Linked DNA regions of Mus musculus: regions 1, 2 and 3 are each linked to region 4. A link is a contact called in public promoter capture Hi-C data. All regions are on one chromosome and are shown on one strand. Each heading gives the region's core, a stretch centred on a gene start, on an enhancer-like site or on the middle of the called end of the contact. The rest is flanking DNA. Distances are from core to core; before and after follow the strand shown.

Region 1 (3,302 bases), core at 542-3,041, 2.6 Mb after region 4:
ACTTAAGTTTAGATCCAGGGATTTTGAGAACTTGTATAATCACATGCAAGCCTGTGTTCCTTTCTTTTCTTTTTCTTTTTTGTCTTTTTGGTTTTGTTTTTCTTTGAGACAGGATTACACTGTGTAGCCCTGGCTATCCTGAAACTTGCTCTGGAGACCAGGCTGTTCTTTAACTCAGAGATCCACCATGCCCAGCCTGAGGGCATGTTGTTTCAACACCTCCTATCTGCAATACTAACAATCAGCCTACCACCCTCCAAGCCTATTTCTTCATTAAAAAGCAACATAATTTCTTTAGGCTTACAACGTTTGTGCAAGTGTGTATTATTGGCCTGTGCTAATACCAGCATCTGAGGAACATACAAAATTAGCTGATTCAAGTAAAGTGATTTGAAACAGGGTTTCACCGTATATATGCATTTTGTGTATATTTTAAGTTTTGATCCCTGCCAACGTATTTCCTACTGTAAAAGATAATTAAGAATGGATTTTCAAAATACAGTTTTAAATTTTTTCTGTATACTTGAAAGTCTTACAAAAAAAAAAAAAAAGCCATAGTGCTAGCACAGTAGTAGAGTACAAGCAAGTGTGAGGCCCTAAGTTCAATCGCCAGCACCAGTAAACAAACGGATGAATGCTTGCTAGGGAGTCAAGAGTGGTGTGGCACAGGCCCCTGATTCCAACAGTCACAAGATTGAGGCAGGAGAATCACAAGTTCCAGGCGAGCCAGGACTACATAATGAGTTCTGGTCAAAAAGAAAAAAGAAAAAAAAAAAAAAAAAAAAAAAAAACGGGAAAAGAAAGAGAAAAGGGAAGGGAGAACAGAAGGCAGGAGAAATTGCACCTAAGAAGTTTTACGACTTAGGAATTTCCTGACAATTTAAATTTATATGGTGATCCAGCTCACCAAAACCACCGGATTGCGAAACTGGATTCACCTAGCCCAACTCTACCTAACTGGGGGGGAAACAAAAAAACAAAAACAAACAAAAAAAAAAAAAAACCAAACCCACTAGAGACCCAGAGAAAGAAGCAGGTTTCTTCAAAGTCCCAGGGCGAGTTGTGTGAGAACTGGAACTAAAAGCCCTGCTATGAAGAGACAGACTTGAAATGGGGTAGACACCATCCCCAGAGTCGATTCTCTCCCTATCTCAACTTGCCCCAAGAAAATCTAAGTAATCCCCCTCCAAAGTCTCCGCCCCGGTCTCGGACCGCTCCGGCTCGGGCGGCTGGCGGAAAACTTCGACCACGTTCCTACCGCCTCCCAGACGAACGCTCCCGCCTGGGTTTTGAAAGCGGCCGCCTAAATGAATGATCTCCGCAGCCAGGCGGGCTTCCTCGCCGGGCTGGGGAAGTGCTGACCGGCCGCCCGGGGCTGGCCTCCGCGCCGCGCCGCGCCGCACCTGTGGCCCGCCCGCTCGCCCGCCCGCCCGCTCGCCCCGCCGCGGCCCTGACCAGGCAGCTCTGCGGCCAGCCTGCCCCATGCTCGCCCCGCGGCCGCCCCGGGCTGCGGGTCCGACCCCGCCGGTCACAGAGCTCGCTCCCCGCCTCCCCGGGGAGGGAGCTCCAGCCTCACCCCGCCGTCATCACCACATTGTAGATGACCAGGTACGCCGTGGCCACAGGCCCGGGGCCCTTCTTCTTCCGCGCGCCGCTGCTGTCGCCAGCCCCGACTCGGCCACTGCCGCCCCCATTCCCCTTGGTCGCTGCAGTCGCCGCCGCTGCCGCCATGTCAAGCGCCCGCAACCCCGCTCCCCTCGCGCCTGCACCTCAGACCCAACTGGGCTCTACGAGGGGGCGGAGGAAGGGACGAGGGAGAGGCGGGGCCGCGGCACGGGGCGGAGCCGGGACAGCGCCCACGGGGGCCGCCATCTTGGATGAGGGCAAAGACGCTCCAGGCGCTCGTCTCCGTAGCCGCCATCTTGGATAGGGGTAATTTCCTCCCAACTTCCGGCGCACAATCCGTGTGGGCATCCAGCGCCAGGTTTGATCAGGTTAATGTGAACCTGGGCCTCACTTGTCAGGCCTGTTCTTACGGATAATTTGTCTCTGGTCATTTGCTATCTTATGACCATCTCTTCCTGCTGGATCCAAATGATATGTCCTGGTCCTCGGTAACTTTAGCCTCTACCAGGTACCAGGTATCTTTACCCCTGTACACAGTTGCCCAAGTAGCTAGAGGGTGATTGACGTCAGTTAAGCTGTGTGTCCTGTTCAGAGAGCAGAAGGAACCAGCATTTTTGTAACATATTATCTTTCTCTTCTAATTGTAGCCAACTCGGGGAAATAGCCTTCAACAATTTCTTCCCTGTCTTTGGATTTTTTTTTTTTTAAACCTGCTCTCTTGGACACTCCCAACAGTCTCTAAAGGTTAGCCAGTTTTTCTCCATTTGTAGGCCTGCTTTTTATTAAAGAGGATTAAGGTCAATCAGTGGTTAGTGGTGGACCTTGTAAGGCAGTAAAGAGTTGTTTATACCTACAGGTTATGGGCTAGGTGGGAGGGAAATACTTCTACTGAGTTAGATCAGAAATAACTTCTGAAAGCTCCTTTAATCTGCTGACCCCACTCATTTCTTTTTTTAGTACTTTCTTCATAAAAAGTACCTTACTATCAGTGTTCATAAATATACTGGCATTTATGTAATGTAATAAAATATGTATTGATTCCAAGAAGTACTTGTGGAGCATATACAAGGTTGTATTGGAAAATATACATATTTCAAAATAAATGAAAGAAACAAACGTCGTCAGTCTTCAAGAGATTACACAGAAGGATCCAGGAATGAATCGATATGAATTAGCTGGTGAAAAGTGGTATCAGAAAATTATTACAATGATCCAGGTCACAATGATAGTGATTTAAGCCAGTGTGATAATAGTTGAAGTGAGGAACATTGAATTCTCAGAATATTTTAGAGTTAGTGAAATGTGTTGGGTAGAACATTTGGTTTTAAAGGAAGGTAAAAGGAGCATTCAGATTGCTTGGGAGAACAAGCTGTAAAAAGAAGTAAGTTTGAGCTGGACGGTGGTGGCTCAGGCCTTTAATCCCAGCACTTGGGAGGCAGAGGCAGGCGGATTTCTGAGTTCGAGGCCAGCCTGGTCTACAGAGTGAGTTCCAGGACAGCCAGGGCTACACAGAGAAACCCTGTCTCCCCAAACCAAAAACCAAAAAATAAAAAAAAGAAGAAGAAGAAGTAAGTTTGAAGGCAGAAGTCAGGACTTTTATGTTTAGCTTGAAATCCTTTTTAGAAATGTAAGTGGAAATGTGGAAGAGACAATTAGATTTAGACTCTGAGGTTCAG
Region 2 (3,208 bases), core at 261-2,760, 3.0 Mb after region 4:
GTTATTCAAGTTGGCCTTGAGCTCATGATCCTCCTGCCTCGGGTTCCCAAATACTAGGGCTACACTTGTGCACTGTCGTGCTCGGCTTATTTTCTGAGGAAGCTATACTAGTTATATTCTCACCAGGACTATACAAGAGTACCAATTTCTCAACACCATCACCAATACTTATTTTGTGATAGAAAATATTTTAACTTCCATTTCTTTGATGACTACAGCATATTTCCCTAGACATATTGACAACATGCAACCATTCAAAAAAGGAAGTCTCAAGACAGGGTTTTTTTTTTGGGGGGGAGGGGGGAGTGCAAAATATACATTAGCAAGAAAGACAACATTATAGGTATGTTGTTAAATGGTGGGAAACAAAGTAAAACCCCAAGTCTACTATATGCCAAGTGCTTTCTAAATCTCCAAGACAGAGATGAAATATTCTAGTAGTAGACTAGCACCAGGTCCAACATGAAGTGATTTGTGGAAGATTGCAAGATGCGGAAGGTGGCCTGAAGCACGCCCAACTAGCGGAGATGTGATGGTGTTGGAAAAATATTCTAGAGACGGTTCTTGACATGAGGGCTAGAAGGAAAATAGAATTAACAGGCCCACCATAATTTGAAAAGACGTGGGAGCACGAAAGGTCAGAACGCCCAGGGCACAGCAGGGCTAAAACTAGTTTAGCTCTATTGGACCTGATTGGATGGGGCGGGAACTGCAAAGGATCCAAAATGGCTCTGTTCCAAGCCAAATGTGTATCTTGAAAATGGGTTTCCCTGTCGTACTTGGAGCAGTTACTAGAGAACATCAAGAGTCACGCGTTTGAGAACGGAGGGCGGGTACAGCCACTTACTGGGAGACTCCAACAACAGAGACAGAAGATCAGTTAAGAGAAGCACCGAGAAGCTGAATCCGGGGAGAGGATTAACTCAAGCTAAGATCCTAAGAACTTCTCTGATAGAGATGTTATTAGGCAGTCGGACAAATGACCAAGTCGGGCAAATTACTGGCTTTGTAGAGGCACAATTGCTGGATAACTACGTAATATTGGAAACAACTGCAAAGCACAGAGCGGGAAGGAGGTCACTGCACTGGTGATAAAGGCTGGGCTTCGAACCCGGGGTCTGACACCAAACTGCGCTCTGGAAGACTGGCACGGCCGCCCTGAATAAAGCATTCATCTAGGGACGTCCTCACCACTTCGGGCGCGCCGCAGTTACTATTTTTTTTCTAGCACCTTCCTAAATCCCCCTCGCCTCTCGCCACCCCACAGTGGACTCATCAGGTCCGCAGCCCTCACCTGGCCCGGTCGAGATCCGGACCTGACCATTTCTCTCAGCCTCAGAAGAGCCCAGGCGTAGGGAAACGAATACTTGAGAAAAAAAGAATTAACCGCCGAGATGTCCGGACCTCCCTTGTCCCGCCCCCTGAGCTTCCGCTTCCGGGAAGAAGGCCGCGGACCGCCGGGACTCATAGCCTCCTTGGCGCTAAAAGGTTTTCCTTCGGGTCGGAACCTGGAGCCCTGGGCGTGCGCAACAGACTCCGCGTGCTCCAGCTTGCCACGCCCAGGCGGAGAGTGGGAGAGGCCAACAGACGGCCCGGGGGGCGGGGCGGACGCGGGGGCGGGGCCTGATGTGGGCGGGGCCTTGCGGGAGGGGCGGGGCGAGGAACTCGTTGGCTTTGCAGCATTCTTCAAACTGGTTGAAGTGGGAACCAGGGCCTGCTAGCCCATTGGGTAAAGGACTACCGCTGGATTTCAGAAGCTTTGTGTACTGTTTTAAGTGTATTTGTTCTTGAGAGTCAATAGAAATCTAACCTGAACAGTGTTCAATGGTTTGGCTGTCTACTTTTTCTATCGAGATAATTGCTGTTGATAAAGGATGGCAGTATTTTTTACCACTGATAGCTGCACTAAATAGAGAATGGTGTTTGAGACACTATATTTGGGATTGTTTTAAATCAAGTTGGAGAGAAATTAACCCGGTTGACTCTTCTTTCTATGGTAAGATGGCTACCTTTGTTAAAAAAAAAAAAAAAAAAAAAAAGGGTTGTGTTGATTTTAAAACCCTGGGACCTGTAGAGACTTAGTGGATAAGAGCAACTCTTGCCCTTGCAAAGAACTCAGGTTGGATACCCACAGGTAGTGGGTCACAACCATGTGACTCCAATTTCAGAAGATCTAGTACTCTCTTCTGCCTCCTCAGGCACCAGTTGTACAAGTGGTACTCACATATGCATACGACATTTTAAAGAAGGATATATATGTATACACACGCGCGCGCGCATAATTTTGCTTGGCCTGAAACTTACAATGTAGACCATACTGGTCTGAAATTCACAAAGACCCTCCTGTTTTTGCCTACCTAATGCTGGTGCTAAAGGTGTATGCTATCACACCCTACTTAAATAAACCTTTTTTAAAAAATGAATTTAAATGGGGCTGGAGAGATGGCTTAGTGGTTAAGAGCACTGACTGCTCTTCCAGACATTCTGAGTTCAATTCCCTGCAATCACATGATGGCTCACAACCATCTGTAATAGGATCTGATGCCCTCTTCTGGTGTGTCTGAACAGCTACAGTGTACTCACATATATAAAATAAATAAATAATTCTTTTTAAAAAAATTAGTTAAAATGTAGCTGAATAGGTAGCACATAAGTTAAGAGCACTAGATACAACTGCAGAGGATCTGAGTTCAATTCCTAGCATCAGCTCACAGCTGTCTACAACTTCAGTTCCAGGGAATCCAGTGCGCTTTTCTGGCCTCTGGTCCCCAGCATGTAGTACACAGACATACACACAAGGAAAACATCTATACATGTAAGAATTTAAAAATAAATAAAATAAAAATATATACATTATATAAATAAAATTATATGCATATATATACACATATACATATTCCACAAGTAAAATCTTCCCATCTGTATAGTAAACACTCCAAGTGGAGGGATTTTAGTATTAGTTGTGTTGGCCACAAGGCAGCATGTTCCCCAGGATACTTATGAATGCCACCTAAAACAAATCTTAAATCTTACTTAAAATGATGAGGTGAAGGTTTTGCAATTTATTTTTAGTAGCTCTGTCTTAGTCAGGGTTTCTATTCCTGCACAAACATCATGACCAAGAAGTAGTTGGGGAGGAAAGAGTTTATTCAGCTTACACTTCCATACTGCTGTTCATCACCAAGGAAGTCAGGACTGGAACTCAAGC
Region 3 (2,977 bases), core at 167-2,666, 2.3 Mb after region 4:
AAGACCCATGAACTCCACCTATGATTTATTAATATCTTGAAATTGTCCATCTCTTTCTGCCTCTACTGCCATTATCTTTGTTTAAGCCACCATCATTTGTGGCCTTGACCAATACAACTGCCTCCAAACTGGCCCATCAGTAACCCTTCTTGCTCCCTATCCATCCATCTCCATAAACAGCAAAATGAGCTTTAAAATATGTAAATCAGATCCTACTTAAGAATCTTTATTAGCTCTGTGAATTGATCTTAGGGTGTGTTGCTGAAGTCTGAACTGTATAAAGTAGCCAAAGAGAGTTAGACCTTGCCTCATCTCAGCCTAAACTTCTTGCCCCTACATACTTTCTGCTTTAGGCTTTTTATTGATGAAATTAACCATAGTGACCAAAGGCAACTGGGTGTGGAAAGGATTTATTTCATCTACGAAAAGAAGTGAGGGCAGGAGCTCAAGGCAGGGATCTGGACAGGAAGTGAGGCAGAAGTCATGGAGGAGTGCTGCTTACTAGCTTGCTCCCCATTGCTTGCTCAGCCTACTTTCTGGTACAACATAGAACTACCTGCACTGGGGTGAAGACCGCCCACATTGGGCGGGGCTCTCCTGTATCATCGTCAATCAAGGCAATATCCTACACACTTGCCCACTAGGCTAATTTTACAGAGGGTTTATCAAGATTCCTTCTTCTAGCTATGTGAAGGTTTCTGTCGAGTTGACAGAAACCAACCATCACGACTTCCTAGTACAGTTAAATGCTCACAAATCATGTTTCCAGGGTCTAGAACATTTTTAAGGGTCCCTTAATATACCTTGACCTTAAAAGGTACGTAATCATGGAGCTCTTCCCCGACAGTCCACAACTCATTCATCAATGTACCTATTAGTTTTTCTTCACAGTACCAGTCAAATGTACATTTCTGTAACAATTTACCTTAATGCCTTTTATTCCTATTACACCTTAAAAGGAGTGCTGTGGACATTCCTGTAAAACATGCTTAAGATGCTGCCGACCATTTAATTGACATTCAGCATATCCTTGTTTAATAATACTTAACCTCGTGAAGGCTGGGAGGAGCTACTGAGGCTTTTCTCTCTGTTTTGCTAAGTTTCTTTGTGTAGTGCCTGATGGAAGAAGATCCTTTCCCTGTTCACCAGAGAGAGCTTTTCCTCTGTCCCGAGTGGCGCACGAGAGACAAACTGCTTCCCGACACAAAGCAGCAGGTGAAGGAGATTAGCCTTATTTCCGAAGGACAGCATAATTCTCTTCTTAGAAGAGAAGGCAATCTCCTGGCGCAGGTGCAGGAAAACCTGCCAATCTCCGCCGGAGGAGGCGGGGATAGGGCGGGCCTCGGAAAGGGGCGGGTCTTTGGATGCTTCCCACGGCGTCCGATAGGCCCGTGCGAGCTCCGCCGGCGCCAGCCACGTTGGACGCGGGCATCCCCGCTGGAAGGCCACTCCCGGCCCCACAATGCACTGCGTGGCACGTCACTCCGAGCCGCGGGTCCCGGAGCGACAGGTATGGCCCGGCCCCTCTTTTCAGCTTCCTCTGGGTCTCCCGGAGCTCTGGCCGGCTGCTCGCGCCGCTCTCTCGGAGTTCCACCTCGGCTTGACCGGTAGTTGTCCGAGCCGGAGCTTGGTGGCGGTGGCCTCAGAGCTTAGGAGGACGGGCGTGCAGGGTCCGAGTCCCTGCGACCTAGGGCTGCGAGCCTCGCGGGCGGCGGTTGCTGTTTAGCAGGCCTGTCCTAGGATGGGCGGCTGGAGTAGGGGCTGCTGACGGGGAGGGACGGCCGTCCCGGGCTGCCAGCGAGCCGTAGTGTTGACTCCCTGGCTCCCGATGTCAGCAGCACACCGACTCACTCGGGCTGGTAGGTGGCCCGAGAGAGCTTGAGGTGGCATTCCTACTTTCTTTTGGGCGGGGTAGCTTGTACCCTGTGATTTGTGAAGTCTGAATGGGCGTTGCAGTTGGACATCTTACTCGTTGGCTCTGGGAAATCCCGTGAGGCCCTGTTTTAAAGGTGCTTTGCGACTCTCTGTGGCAGAAAAGAGACCTGAGAAATTGGCTCCACAAGTGGGGAGTCTCCTGCTGCTTAGCTTCCGGGATCACCATCACCTGGGGGCAGGTGGAACTCTTCAGAACCCGCCCCTCCTGTGCTTAACCCTGGGCAGAGCCTGGGTGTCCCGCCAGGCTACACGTGATAGAATCCCAGCGGATTAGTACAACCACCATTTTTTTAAAAAACGGAATCACATTCCATGTTACTGGTACCCACTCGTTTGCCAGTACCGTGAGAAGTCGGTTTCTTAAACAATACTTAGAACTTCTAGTGTGTAAAGGAAGACTTGAGAGCTGAACCTGACACCCGTAACCAAAAGTTACTAAAGGATCGGCCGTTTCCACTTAAGAAGATCACATCAGTTTAGTACTTGATTTTTAGAGACTGGGTAAAGTTTAAGTATATTTTAGTTTGGTGTATGAAAAGACACTAGCAAAGAGATACTTGCCACCTTCCTCTCCATGTAGTAACGAAGCCTGGGTATGTTTAGAGGCAGTGTCTTATAGAGTTATTAGAGTTAGTAACAACTTATTACTTACTAGGGGTTGAACAAATGACTTAAGCTTTTGGAACCTGTGTTTCTTCCAAAGCAAAGTGAAACAAATACCCAACCTTACCGGTTCCCGGAAGGTTCAAATGAGGTGTATGAAGTGGATCTTAAATTCAATTAAAAAAAAAAGATAGGTAACTCCTATAATATTCTGTCATATTGTACCTCTGGGCACTGTAGGCAGGTCATTATTAGAGCTTGCAGGGTTCGTAGTTGGGTGAAATGGATGGCTGCCTTTCTCCAGTCACTTGCATAGCAACTTGTAGCACTATGAACACTGACCAGTAGGGGTGAAGCATATGTGTGCCACAGCATAGGTATGCAGGTCAAAGGATAACCTAAGGTATTGGTTCTTGCCTTCCCACCTTGTTTGAGACAG
Region 4 (3,208 bases), core at 693-3,192:
AGCCCAGAAGATTGACTAAGACGGAATGGTGTAAGGTATGCTTCATGCAGGGGTGCTTAATAAATATTTTAAAACAGTATTAGAGTGTTGAATAAATTTGACAGCAGTGCTGTTGCTCATCACTTCAGTGCCAACACTTTCTAGGCCCTGTCACTGCCTAGCAACCACTCCCCCCACATACCTACATGTCCCCGGAAGTTTGAGCCAAGTTGAAGCTCTTTTTTGATCTAGCTTTCCTTGTTGGTGTTATTGTTTCCATTGTTGCCTCCTGAGGAGTGTTTTATGGGAAGCTAAGGACCCTGCTGTGTGCCTTGAAGTTGATCTTTCCCCTTAGTGATAGTGTGTGGGGGTGGGGGTGGGGGAGTGAGGAGTGTGAGTGGGAGGGAGTAAGGAGGGGTGGTGACAGGGGGTGGAGCATTGGAGGGGGGATGGGAGCGGGAGGTGCAGAGATGCTGAGAGCTGCATGTTACCTTCATTTACTCTCCAAATCATCTTTCCTGTTCTTATTCTCTTGAAACAGAGGTTTGTGGTGTACCCCAGGCCGGCCTTGAGCTCAGAGCTCCTGCCTCAGCCTCCCAAGGGTTTGCGGGAATGCACTGTTATTCTGCTTGTTACTTTCCTATCTGAAAGGATGTCTTTTACTTTCAGCACCTGAGGAGTGCTGAGGATTTAAGAGAGGTGTTTTTGTTTTGTTTTGTTTGCATTTTCACTAAGGTATTTACTCAGGAGTTTCATTCTTTATTATTTTCTGATCTACTACAGCCAGGTAAAACTTGCTCTGTAACCCCACTCTCCTTTTAAACAGTATTTTATGTCTTCAAAAGATAAGCTTATACTTAGGTGGTGAAGAACCAGTCTGCCTCCATCTTAGGTTTAAAAGCCATCTGATAGTAAAGACAAACTAAGTTAAACAAATTAACTTGATGAATTAAAGCTGTTAATTAATCAAAGATTGGGCTATGCCCCACCTGTAACCTTAACTACAAATGGTTCTGTACTGCCTGTTCCAGGAATAGCACTCACATTTTTGTTTCAAAAAGTTAATGTTTATCTTGCAAAAGGTTTGTATGGGTACCTTGTATGACTACCTGCTGTTATGACTGCCTTTGTGTCTTTGTTTCAGGAGACTAACTTATTATGCCTATATTCTGCTCCTGTAACTCCTATTTTGCCACAAATCCCCCATTTAGAACTCCTCTACCTCTGAGCTATAAAAGCCTTCCTCACATCCAATGAACCTTGCCTTAGGAGGAGGCAGGGGGAGGCAGCTCGTGTACAGGAATAAAAACCTGACTTTAATTAATCTGGACGAGATGATCTGAGTCGGTGGTCTTTCTCCTCCCATCTTTGGGGTTAACAGTGGATTGGTCCTAAAGTGGTAACCTTTAGAAAGCTTATTCTCTTTTTTGTTTGGGGTGGGGCGTAGCTAGGGAAATGTTTGAAAAGCAATTTCATTGTTTTCAATGTCTCATTTAATTCCAACAACCTTGCTAGGAGTGCAGAGTCAAGGTCATTTCTCCAGGGTAAGAAAAAGGAAATTTGGGAGACACTAATGACCTTGACTAATGACAAGGTCACCCAGGTTGGAAGAACCCACCCTGGACTGTAGGACTTCAGGAGTCACAGACAACCCAGTTTCCCAGTCTCCTCTAGTCTACTCAACTTCAGGAAATCAGTTCTGCAAACAAGTAGTAGCACAGAGAGAAAAGGAGTTTACCACCAGACAAGAGGAGGCAAAACGAGAAGCAGTGCGCACGCGCAGAATACGCGGGACGAGGGCGTGAAGGAGGATTGGCAAAGGCTCCACCCAGCCTCGAACCCCACCCCTCTCCCGCCCCTTCCTGCCAGAGCGCCTTGTGCGCGCGCAGGCGCACTTCCTGAGCCTGAAGGTCAGACTCGAGAGGGCAGCCCTCATATCCGCGCAGGCGCAGATGTGCGCCGGGAGTCAAGATGTCGGGTTCCAAGTATAAGCCTGCGCCCCTGGCCACTCTCCCCAGTACCCTCGACCCTGCCGAGTATGACGTGTCTCCGGAGACCAGAAGGGCGCAGGTCGAGCGCTTGAGCATAAGGGCCCGGCTTAAACGGGAGTATCTGCTTCAGTACAACGACCCCAAACGCGTGTCGCACATCGTGAGTGGGGCCGGGCGGGACTGTGGGCCGGGGCAGCCGCATCTCGCGTGGGCACACGCGGGGCCGCCCAGCTCCCTCCGTGTGCTGGACACCGGCCCCGAGCCGCACAGCCCTTGGCCCTTCAACTTCGGCCTTCGGCTCAGTGGTCAAAGGGATCGGACGGCTTCCCCCTTGGTTTAGAGAAACTTGTTCCACTCTGCATAGTCTCGGCTTTCTTGTCTGAAACATGGCCATAATATGGTCCTTCATATCTTTTGAGGCAGATTAACACATGACTGACTAATCTAGCACAGTATCTTCCTCGAAAAGGGCGTGCTCAAGCCCGGTTCTCCCAAGTGTACTGCATAAAAAGCTGTTTTGTGCCATTCAGCTCCTAACTCTCAAGGACACTTCTTTCTTTCTCTTGAGAATAGGGGTTGTTCAAATGAAGTGTGTTATAGAAGCTGAGGCTTTGATGCATTCGGCTTTGGAAGCAGACCTCATGGCCCCATATAATAACCAACTATGATCCCTGGGCAATTTACGTAATCCCTCTCAAACCATAGCTTTTTTGTGTTCTCGTGGAAAATGGTGTGCATCCGTCAGATTTGTGAAATCAAACAAGAAAGTACGTAGCATTACTATGTATGTAACATACATCACTAAAAAAATATTTTGGCAAGTGTGCTTTTAGACAGTTTCTTCTGTAAAAGCTGTCTAAATATCTCAAATGGGATTTTTTTTTAAATAAAGATTTTCCAACAATTGCATACATATTCTCTATCATTTTTGAAAGTTAGAACAACCAAGGGAAAGTTACACAAAGTGGTCAGGTTCAATGCTAGTCTCCAGGTGGCTCAGAATGCCAGGTCCTCCAGCCACAGCCTCACATACTGGGGTTACTGCCACTTGAAACCCATGCCTGGTCTGAAAGACATTTAAAAAAATTAAATGTCGCAGTCATTCACAGAGGTTACTGTGTTAGTCTCTTGGCTTTCTAGATGAGACTGTATGGACAGTGACACCCAGAAACAGGTCACACACCCTAGTCTGTGTGACTTATATTACCTTCTGCACAGATAGAGTATCCTCAAGCAGA

What was found. Promoter capture Hi-C pulls out the DNA fragments that hold promoters and counts their contacts.
Region 1: a promoter capture Hi-C map of pre-B cells shows a contact between it and region 4, with 6 times the contacts expected there. The contact joins the promoter of Hacd2 here to the promoter of Ndufb4 in region 4. A contact is called at or near these places in 1 of 39 promoter capture datasets (pre-B cells) and 3 of 484 Hi-C or Micro-C datasets (CD4 T cells, CD8 T cells and regulatory T cells).
Region 2: a promoter capture Hi-C map of pre-B cells shows a contact between it and region 4, with 7 times the contacts expected there. The contact joins the promoter of Ccdc14 here to the promoter of Ndufb4 in region 4. A contact is called at or near these places in 1 of 39 promoter capture datasets (pre-B cells), 1 of 484 Hi-C or Micro-C datasets (CD4 T cells) and 1 of 9 other capture datasets (liver).
Region 3: a promoter capture Hi-C map of pre-B cells shows a contact between it and region 4, with 4 times the contacts expected there. The contact joins the promoter of Sec22a here to the promoter of Ndufb4 in region 4. A contact is called at or near these places in 1 of 39 promoter capture datasets (pre-B cells) and 2 of 484 Hi-C or Micro-C datasets (CD4 T cells and regulatory T cells).

The regions. Positions count from the first base shown.
Region 1 is chr16:35,020,910-35,024,211 of GRCm38.p6, reverse strand. It overlaps Hacd2 (3-hydroxyacyl-CoA dehydratase 2), which reads right to left and starts at 1,791. Exons shown (of 7, transcript NM_023587.2): 1 at 1,577-1,791. The coding sequence starts at 1,731. LOC105246106 (a long non-coding RNA gene) reads left to right here and starts at 1,867. Exons shown (of 5, transcript XR_876048.3): 1 at 1,867-2,141; 2 at 2,274-2,370.
Region 2 is chr16:34,688,918-34,692,125 of GRCm38.p6, reverse strand. It overlaps Ccdc14 (coiled-coil domain containing 14), which reads right to left and starts at 1,510. Exons shown (of 13, transcript NM_172824.3): 1 at 1,295-1,510. The coding sequence starts at 1,468. Gm35150 (a long non-coding RNA gene) reads left to right here and starts at 1,420. Exons shown (of 4, transcript XR_876043.1): 1 at 1,420-1,488.
Region 3 is chr16:35,362,357-35,365,333 of GRCm38.p6, reverse strand. It overlaps Sec22a (SEC22 homolog A, vesicle trafficking protein), which reads left to right and starts at 1,416. Exons shown (of 7, transcript NM_133704.4): 1 at 1,416-1,510.
Region 4 is chr16:37,653,102-37,656,309 of GRCm38.p6, reverse strand. It overlaps Ndufb4 (NADH:ubiquinone oxidoreductase subunit B4), which reads left to right and starts at 1,942. Exons shown (of 3, transcript NM_026610.1): 1 at 1,942-2,130. The coding sequence starts at 1,951.